Linked DNA regions of Mus musculus: region 2 is linked to region 1. Evidence: chromatin contacts called from public Hi-C data. All regions are on one chromosome and are shown on one strand. The core of a region is the stretch at or near the end of the contact, and the rest is flanking DNA. Distances in the headings are between cores, read along the strand shown. Region 1 has its middle 18 kb from the start of Gm30871. Region 2 has its middle 18 kb from the start of Ntpcr.

What was found. Hi-C and Micro-C count contacts between places; a contact is called where the count stands out from the background.
Region 2: a Hi-C map of the N1E-115 cell line shows a contact between it and region 1, with 2.2 times the contacts expected there. The contact joins two enhancer-like sites. A contact is called at or near these places in 6 of 39 promoter capture datasets (the 3T3-L1 cell line, 3T3-L1-derived adipocytes, the HPC-7 cell line and 3 more), 1 of 15 datasets of contacts at CTCF or cohesin (CD8 T cells), 8 of 484 Hi-C or Micro-C datasets (the 3T3-L1 cell line, the C10 cell line, CD4 T cells and 4 more), 1 of 115 datasets of contacts at active chromatin or transcription factors (embryonic stem cells) and 2 of 9 other capture datasets (adipose tissue and embryonic stem cells).

Annotation. Positions count from the first base shown.
Region 1 is chr8:125,646,746-125,651,643 of GRCm38.p6, reverse strand. No RefSeq gene overlaps it. Among named protein-coding and RNA genes, the nearest start is that of Gm30871, 18 kb to the left of the region's middle. Within about 2 kb of position 2,638, at least 41 of the 459 cell types and tissues checked have an H3K27ac peak or open chromatin away from gene starts, as enhancers often do. A contact at or near this core is called in the N1E-115 cell line, where this site is marked.
Region 2 is chr8:125,714,225-125,719,122 of GRCm38.p6, reverse strand. No RefSeq gene overlaps it. Among named protein-coding and RNA genes, the nearest start is that of Ntpcr, 18 kb to the left of the region's middle. Within about 2 kb of position 2,727, at least 19 of the 459 cell types and tissues checked have an H3K27ac peak or open chromatin away from gene starts, as enhancers often do. A contact at or near this core is called in the N1E-115 cell line, where this site is marked.

The DNA.
Region 1 (4,898 bases), core at 1,389-3,888:
TTCAACCTCACCATACCTGGAGATCAAGAGACCCAGTGGGCCCCAGGGAGCAAGCAGAGGACAGGCACATCTTTTGAGGTAGCTAAAAAACAATTCTTAAGCATCTCACCCATGCCTCTGTGGTGTGTAGGTTAATTGAGGGAATTGTAAAACTGGGACATTGTGGGGAGCGGGTGTGGCGGCAGTCCCAAAGGCGCCAGGGACTGCAGCTAAGTCATATGACTTGCACCTGACTTCCTCATATAAGACACAAACATCTTGAGTGCTGTGCAGGTGTACCAGGATACAGGTGAATCCAATTTGGTGGAGATTTGCCCCTGCTGCCCTGATTAGCTGAAGCCTCGTGACTGGCGAGGGGGCATGGCCTGCGGTGCGTGGATGAGAGAGAGTATAAAAGGAGTGAGAGGCCCAGGGTTCGGGGGAGATATAAACAAGAAGAATCAAGACTGAATAAACTGCTGTTAGAAGGACTGGTGGTCGCGTCATTCTTGCTGGTCGAGAGCGGGCGCGACAGGACACAGCTAGCCAGAGAGACCCAGGAGGGTGCAAACATAGATCAGACTGAACCAAGCAGAAGATGGAAGGCAGACAAGGCAAAGTATGACACATAACCAGGGACAGCCATTATCTAACAGGGTGGGGCCAGTTCCAAATGAATCTGCAGACATGGGTGCCTATACATTGCTCCTAGAATCCATGGGGACTGCAGTGAAGGAGGGACCACTCCTAGATCATGCTGGGTCATAAACTTGCACCTCAGAATGCTGATGCTTTGAGAACTTTGTAAATGCTTATTGTAGGAGTCACATCTGTCGAGGTTTCATGTGAGCCTAGTGCATTACCTAGAATTTAATTTCCATCTCAGAAATACAATTGCCTTGACACACTAATTCCGGCTTTCCTTTCAAAGAAAAGAATGAAGAAACGTGTAGAATGTCCCAATTTCCTGATTCAGTGGGACATCTCTGAGTGTAGGCCAGTCCTCCTGATAGAGAAAGATTTGTCCTGAGTGTGCAGCAGCTCTCTGTCCCACGTGCAGAAGCTTGCTGACTTCATCGTACTATGGGTTCTTCCATTTAGACAAGATCCAACTGATGCTGTGAAATGTGGTTTGGTTGAACAAGATGGGTCTGCTCTAACAGGATTTGCTGAATCAGATTCAATGACCAAGGTGGGAATGAAGAAACTGAACAGTATACCCAATAGTTAGTTCTCTTCGAGAAGGAGGAAGAGGAAGAAGAGGAGAAGGGAGAAGAGGAAGAGGAGGAAGAGACTATAGGGACCAAAGAGATAGCTCATAGTTAGGAGTGACTATTACCCTTCCAGAGGATCTGGGTTCGACTCCTAGCACTCATTGCCTGATTGTAAGATCCAAGGTCCAGTGTCTTCTTTGGTCCCCTGGGCACCTGCACACACATTGCACATACCTACACAGATACACATACACACTATAAATCTAATAAAAACTGAAAATAACAAAGCGAAAGACCTGCAGAATCTCTGCTTTTCATTTTCAGTTTTATAGTGTTGGGCATCTCAAACAGTAACCTGGTTTCCAACACTGAGCCACACCCAGCTCGTTGGTATCTTTATTTGTTGTATTTACTTTGTCTTGGATTGTTTGTTTGTATGTTTGAGACAGGGTCTTATGTTAGCCCATGCTGGCCTTAACCTTGCCATGTAGCCTCAGAGTGGTCTTGAGCTTTTGATCCTCCTGTGCCTCATCCCCAGCACTGGGGTTACAGGTGTGCACCTCCACACCTGGTTTATGTGGTGCTGTGGGGATGGAGCCCAGGGTTTCCAGAATGCCAAGCAAGCTCATCGAAACAACATCCCCAACTCCTTGGTACCTTTTCAGTTAAAGATAGCAACAATATGCATGGAGCTGTGTTGGCTTTGTTGCATCAGTGAATGGGAAACCACAACATTTGACTTAGTGTGGCTGCCCGCAGATCTGATTAGGCACTCTTGCTGTCATCCCCCAAGACAAAAGAGCAGATCCGCACAGCCTGCCATCCGCTCCAGTTCCCATCATCTGACTACTTCCTCTTCCCAGCCTCTTCACTGTTTGAGTCATGGTGCATACTCACAGGACTTGTGCTTACCCCTGGGACATGCTGTCAGAGCTGTCACATTGTAGTGTTTTCTGTTTGTTCCACCTGAATCCCTGAATGCCTCCTCTCTGTCCTTCCTGGAATCTGCCAACTGGAGGTGTGTGGGGGAGCTAAATACCACTTCACATACCTGCATCCGTTCCTCAGAGCCTCACACATGTCCATCCCCAGAACCAGTTTCCTCATCTAAGCAAGGTACGCCTTTCATGCCCTTTCACAGGTATTGCGTATATGTGGTCAGCACTCTGGGTGTATTCTAAATGACTGTGGCTACAGCCGTTATTGCTCTTTACTCTGACAGCCTTTGCTCTCTGTAGGTTATGATCTTGTTCCCAGCGGGGTGAAGGGTAACAGGGGCAGGGAGAATGCTAATAAGAAACCCTTTGAAGCTGGGTGACTGCTAGTTGAAGGTGGGTGGCTCAGGAAACCCTGGAGCTGTGGACATGGTTTCAGTGGTGGGGATGGTAGCCAACGCTATCACTGCCTGTTTTTCAAGGTCTCTCTCTCTGTAAGAGCAAGCATGGTCCTGGCCCCCATGCTTCCTGTGATCACAGAGGTGGTGATGCACTGTGTTGAGCAGTACATACCTGCCCTGATGTCAGGTCTGTAGACAGCCTCCCCCACTGTCACCCCCTTCCCCCGCCACTATCACCTAATGCTTGTCATTTCAAATGGCTTTGCCTTGCTGAGCCCACCTCCTGAACTATGAGAACCTCAGGGACACTGGACTGCAGCCTTTGGAGAACCACACCATGCCAGAGCCAGCAACCACCACAGGCATTTCTAACAAGCCATTAGCCGTCTTTCCCAAAGGCTGCAGCAGGTGCAGAGACTTCTCAAGTGGTCCTGCCATAGCTGTTCTTGGCTGTAACAACAACAACAACAACAACAACAACAGCAGCAGCAGCAGCAACAACAACAACAACAAAAATGAGAAGTTAAACATGGAAATCACTCTGAAGAAAGGTCTAGAACCCTGAGTGCAAGCCCTCACTAAGATGTCTTCATGAACACTTGGAATCCTCCAAGCACACAGTCCTGACAGATGCCTCTCACTACCTCCATACAGCAGGAAGAGCTCGGTTCACCCTCCCTGCCCTTCATGGAGTTTGCAGAACGGACACAAACATTGGCCAAGCAGGAAGTGCCTGAAAACAGCTGGCCAGTATGCCATAGCCCCAGAAGAGCTCTGCTTGCTGATTGCCCAGGTTGGGGATTCCTATTAGAGCTCCTAAGGATGACTGGCGCTTCGGTGAGTCTACCTATGTGGCTGGTAGGTAGCTGGAGTCCTAAGTCAAAAGATGGTGTTCCTCCATTAAGGACAGAATAAGAGTTGGGATGGAATCCACCAAGAGAATCTGCTCTTGTTTCTAAATACTGAACATCGCAGGCAGGGTTTTGTAAAGTCTTATTTAACGAGACATCAAAAATAATCTTCTCTGCCTCATGTTGTAAGATTAAAAGAACAATACAAACATAGTGATACAATTCAAAAGCATGGAGGGATGCCAGATGTCTCTGAAATCCTGTTTTACAGTTAGTTATAGCAGTGAGTTCAGGTCTGGGGTTCTGGCTGTCGAGGAAACTCTAGCAGTATCTCAGCAACATGTCCACCTCTGCCACCACTAAGATACAAGATACAGCGTCCTCATTAGCCTTTCTCCTGACCCATGATCAGGAGCAGACATTCATTATGGTGGATCACCAGCAAAGTGCCTGGGCCCTGCCCCTGGCTTTGGAGCCTCATCCAAACATGGCAATCAGAGAGACTGGCTTTGACAAATCCACTTAAAGGTGGATTCAAGAATCAACATGTGGCTCACCAGAAGGGGTGAGAGTCTCAAGACACTTAATGTAGAGAGAAGATACTGAGTCATCACTGTTGTGAGAGTGTGTATGCCTACACCGTAACAGTCTAAACTAGTTCACACATGGTGCTCTTGAGCTGGGCCTGTGTGACTGTGTGCCATGAGATGGAACTTAGGGGTCAGAGGTCATCTGGTAGCTCTAGGTGGTACTAAGGGGGCAGTGGGTCCCATCTTTATGTAGAAGAGAGGCTGAGGAGGAGCAGGGTCTGTGTCAGTTCATCTGTTGATCGTTCAGCTCTAAAGAAAAATGAGTCCTAAAACATAGGAGAATGGATACATCTGGGAACTATATTAAGCCAGGTGACCTGCACTCAGAAAGGAAGGAAGGAAGGAAGGAAGGAAGGAAGGAAGGAAGGAAGGAGGAAGAAGGAAGAAAGAAAGAGTTGGTAAACCTAGAAAGGAGACCCTGAGAGGGTAATGGTGTTGAAGGGCAGAGCACAGCCACTCTTCTGCTCTCCCCTTCTGCTCGCCTGTGCTCGCCTCGCCTCCGCATCCGAAGGGCCCTAGGCTTTTGCTTCTGTCTCATAGTTGCTTTGTCTTATTTGATGGTGTAACGGCATCACTTGCCCCCGGAGAACATTAGCTGGAAAGTTTAGACGTTCCTCTCTAACACACATAGTCTATTTAATCTGAGATTAATGTTTTGTCTTTTCTGCTTAATGATGTTCTTTCATGTTTGCACGTGTGCTTGTACATTCTCCATTCTGTGTGCGCGCAACATCAAGTGTCTTCCTCAATCTTTCTCTACCTTATTTTCCTTAAAAAATTTGCAGGTATTGTTACTTTTAGAAAGACTTGTTTTTCTAGGCAGTGACGGTGCACACTTTTGATCCCAACACTTGGGAGGCGGAGTGAGGCGCATCGCTGTGTGTTCCAAGTATCGCTGTGTGTTCCAAGGACAGTCTGGTCTAAAGAA
Region 2 (4,898 bases), core at 1,478-3,977, 67 kb before region 1:
ACTTTTGCAGGTGCCCAAGGATTCAAGGTCTCAGAGGGTTGGAGCGTGTTGCTGACAGGAGCCCAGAGCCTTCATGGGAGCCTCAAAATTCTGCCCCTACCCGATATTGGACAAGAGGCAGACAAATGACTGGGATGAGGGGACTCATCATGGTGTAGCTACCTGAAAGGTGCCCAGATGACCTGTCACTGATAGAAATTGTCAAACAGCATCCATGCTATAGGTAAAACTCTTTGGTGATATGACTGTCCATATTGCCCAGGGGTCTTGCAAGCAGTGTGGCTATCTATGAGTCACCCCAATAAGCTCATTGGTTCACCAAGCCAAGCATAGATGGAATTCTTTAGTTTACCAGTATCCTCTCTTGCTGGGTAAGTTGACATGTTGTTATGTCTCCCCAGGAAAATCTTTGAGATACTCCATCACTGTCACACAAGCTGACCCACACTGTCTACCTACCACAGTCCTGGGAATGATGTGACCTCATTACACCCTATAAGAAGAGACACTGTCTGCCTGTCTAGGGTTAGAAGGCTTGATCCCCAAATCTTCTTTGTCTCTCTCTGTTTTGGGGGCTTTCGGTTTTGTGACACAGTGCTCAGCGATGTGATTCCAATTTGCACGTACTTAACGAGATACAGAGGCTATTCGGGGTGAAACTTCCAAGCCTTGACCCTCAGCATTCCAATTTGCACAATAAATTCCTGATAAAATTTCAAGCTTAAGAAATCACTTAAAGAATTTATGCTGCCCATTAGCTCAGTTCTGTCTGGGTGCTCTGCTCCCTCCCCGTGCCCTTGTCACAGTCCCTCATCTTGTCACAGACTTTCCTGGTCACTTAAGTTCTGCCCCGGCTCCGGTGTGACCTTGGCAAGCCCGGGTACCTCCAAGCATCTCACATTTCCCTGTCTCTAAAGTGATGGTATACTTTGCCACGCTGGGATTCCTGAGGATATAGTCATCTCTTCAAACTGCTGAGCAAGATGTAAGTACCCCTAGAGTGTCAAATGACCAGGGCTCAGCTTGTCTCTCCGTGGGGGCCGCTGCCAGCTCCCTGTCCCTTTTAATGGACACAAACCATGGAGATGCATTTTTACCAGCTTTGGGTTTCCTCTAGGCTCAGAAGCAGTATGTGAACTTCTGTGGATGGGCAGTTCAGGACCATGTGGCAGCTTGCACGCAGTGTCTCTGCCTATTCACCCTGCTGACCACTTCCGGCTTGCCCAGGTTCTCCTGGGTCCTCACTTTCTTAGGAATCCCTCCCTTTACCTCACTAGGGAAGGGAGCCCCTTATGCTTGGCAGGAGTTCATTTGACAGTGACCCTTGAGCTCCTTCACTTTCTCTTACCTTGCTCCCTCCTTGACAGGAAGAGATGTCTGACTCAAGGGAGAGTAAAGCCTCCTGGGAGGTCTCACCAGACAAGAAGAAAGAAAACATTGAATTTCTCCAGCGCAGGACGTGGACTTTCCATCCCGTCTCCCCAGACTCTCTTTTCCTCCCATAGAAAGCTTTTTACAGGCCAGGATATGACTCAGTCATTGAGCACCTACCTACCTAGCACACACAAGACCCTGGGTTCTACCCCCATTGCCAAAACAACAACAGAACAAATCACATCACAATGACCTGGGGCTACAGTCCTTGCCTGAAAGCACGAACCCTGAGTCTGATCCGCAGAACCCATGAGAGAAGCTAAGTATGGTGATATGCACGTGCTGGGGAGGCAGAAATAGGGAGTTCCTGGGCCTCACTGGACAGTCACCCTAGCCCCATCAGGAAATTCCAGGCCAGTAAGAGGCCTGCCTCAAAAAACAGGGTGGACAGCCCCCGAGGAATGGTGCCCAAATTATCCTCTGACCTCCACATGCACGCTCACACATGGCCTTCATCACTATTTCTTAAGGTTCTATTTACATTTAGTGCATCAGCAGATACATACTACGAGCAGTTTCCCCATATCTTACAATGAATCCACTTGTTTGTGTACAGGGAGGGCAACCTGTATAGGCATAAAGAATCCGGCTTGTTTTTATGCCTTCCCAGATTCTAACCAGGAGCCCCTCTCAAGATGCTCACTTCAAAGCAAGGACTGGCCTTTTGAACAGCAGCTACCATAAGCCCGATAGGGTGGCCCCACAATGCAGCCCAACATCAGTGAATGTGGAAATGAGCATGCTTACGCCCTTGTTATGGCCCAGTGCTTCCAGGGCCTGTGGAGAGCTCCGGAGAGCTCCTGACAGCTTCCTGATGCTTTGATGTACCCCATGACAAATGCACGGTGGGCTCTGTGCCCCGGTTCAAAGTTAAGCAGTCCTATTTAATTGGAGCAAAGGCCACTTTACAGGAGAACTGAACAGGAACCACATCACAGTGACCCCTGAGTGGCAGCCAATACCCATGAGCCTCGTGACAGGCACATTGGCTAATGATCCCCCGGCCTCACTGTGAGCATGCAGATAGATGTGTCTGCAAAGGGGGAATTGTGTTTGCCAGAGGCTTCAGGTCTGGACTTTCTCTTTAGCTCTTATTAGATAAGAGCTCAGAAACTGAAGGAACAAAACATCCACGTCCTGCCTCCCAGGTGCCCCACATTCCCACAGGGCCAGATTGTTTCCTGGCTCCCTTCGGCTTCCTGGAGATGAGCTCTGTCTTGGTCCCTCTCTCAGAGGGTTAGCAGAGCCCCTGTCACAATGGCCAGACTGTGTGCACTGGGCCCATTCCCTCTGGCTGGCATTTACTGTCTCCATGTGGAGCAGAGCCAGGTGTCAGAGCTTTCAGCTTAGCCCCTGGGCGGCTGTAATTGTCTATGGTCCTGGGGCAGTTGCTGTTCTGCCAATCTCGTGGGATGTTGCTTTTGTAAAACCCAGCAGATAGGTTGGGGAGATGGCTAAGTCAGTTAAGTGCTTGCTAACCTCGATCCCCAGGCAAACATAACAGAGCCATGTGTGATGCTGTCTGTCTATTCTCCCAGCACCAAGGAGACATGAGGACCTCTGAGGAGTGGAGGTGGGATTTCTGTGGCCAGCCATTCTCTCCAAACCAGTGAGCTTCAGGTCCCAGTGAAAGACCCTTCCTCAGAATACAAGGTGAATGGCTAAGAAAGAGTTCCCATGGGACATTGACCTTGAACCCACACGTATGTACATGTATGTGTTTGTATACCAAAATATATATACATAAATACGCACACTTCTGCAGGGGTTTCTCCAGCCCTTGCATCTGAGGTTTTTCTCGTAAGAATATTGCTAGGGATTTAAAAAAAATGCCAGTAAGTATCAGCTTCCCTTGCCTTAAGACCTAAGGTTCAGTCTTTGGTACCCTATAATGTAATGATTTAAAAACAGCAAGCTTGGCACCTACACGCCACTGTTGGCTGTCTCCGACAAACTTGAAGCTGTTTCAGAATCACAGTTTAAAAGTGGCTATCAGGGCTGAAGAGATGGCTCGGCAATTAGCACTGGCTGCTTTTTCAGTGGACCCAGGTCTCATTTCCCAGAACCTGCATGGTTGTGCATGAACATCTGCAACTCAAATTTCAGCGGGTCTCATGCTCTCTCTCATCGGCGTCCATGTGCACTAGGCGTGCATGCGGTGCTCATTCATATATACCGTCGTCAAAACTCTCACCTGCATAAAATAAAAACAAATTAGAAGGGGCTATTGTTTTCTTCCTTCTTTTCTCCCACCCCCTTTCTTTTAGTTTTAAGAGACAGGGTTTCTCTGTGTAGCCCCTGGCTGTGCTAGAGCTCACTCTGTAGACTAGGCTGGCCTTGAACTCAGAGATCTGCCTGCCACTGCCTCCCAAGTGCTGGGATTAAAGGTGTGTGCCATCATCATCATCCAACAGAGGAGCTCTTCTTAATCATAGAGTTGCCTCATATTCCTTGTTTAGACCCAAAGGTGGAGACATTGAAAAGAGCTTCTTTTGAGTGATAGAGAAAGCAAACAAGGGCTTGAGGGGTGCTAATTTGTCCTCTTGAAGCAAATAAAATATATAACTGTTTAGAAGTGCTACAAAGGGAAAAAAAACCATGGAGATGGTACATGGTACTGGAAAGCACTTTTCACTTATTAAAAGCCATTTAATCTGCTAATGAGAGAGCTGTGTGGTGGCTGTCCCTGTGACTGACAAAGCAAGGGGAAGGGGGACCTAACAGGTGCCACTGTTGCCTAGAATAACAAATTAAGCACCAGGACAAAGGGGAAAGCCAAACATTTTTTGAATTTACCATAGAAAGGGTTTTCTTCCTCCTGCCCTTCTTGGGACATGCCTTTCCCATTCAGGTTCATTCAAAATTAAGTTGTACTTTTCCTCCCCTTAAATTCTGATTCTATTCCCCAGATGGCCACACAGAGCTATTCATCTGGCTGCCACAGTTCCTGGTGAGGTTGCCTTTGCCAAGATGCACAAGGCACCAGGTACAACTTATTAACCGGACTCCAGCGTCTCAGCCTCCAGGTTCTGATGAAGAGCAGCTGGATGTGATCTTAGGAACTCATTGGCTGAGTGTCCCTGCAACCATACAGCAGCAGAGGTGAGGTGTCATCCACATACTGAAAAGTGCCACCTTCTCACCCACCGTCTGCCTCTCACCCAATCTGGTGCTAGGAAGCATCAGGTGCTGGGAGATTGTGTCCCCTGAGTCTCTATGCAGCGAAAGGCAGGATGATTAGTTTGGAAATAAAGGAGGCCCTCCTGGGTCTGACTTTTCTCTTGCTCCCCTTTGGACATTATTAACTAATTGGAGCTACAGTCCCTTCATGAGAAGCTGCTTGTCATAACGAATGTACTCTACCTAAGTCCAGCCTCCTTGTGTGCTATCTGTGAGGTGCTTTTTGATGGATGTTTGAATCTCTGCTAGTGCTCCTTTCTCCAGCTGCAAGCCTGCAACAATGT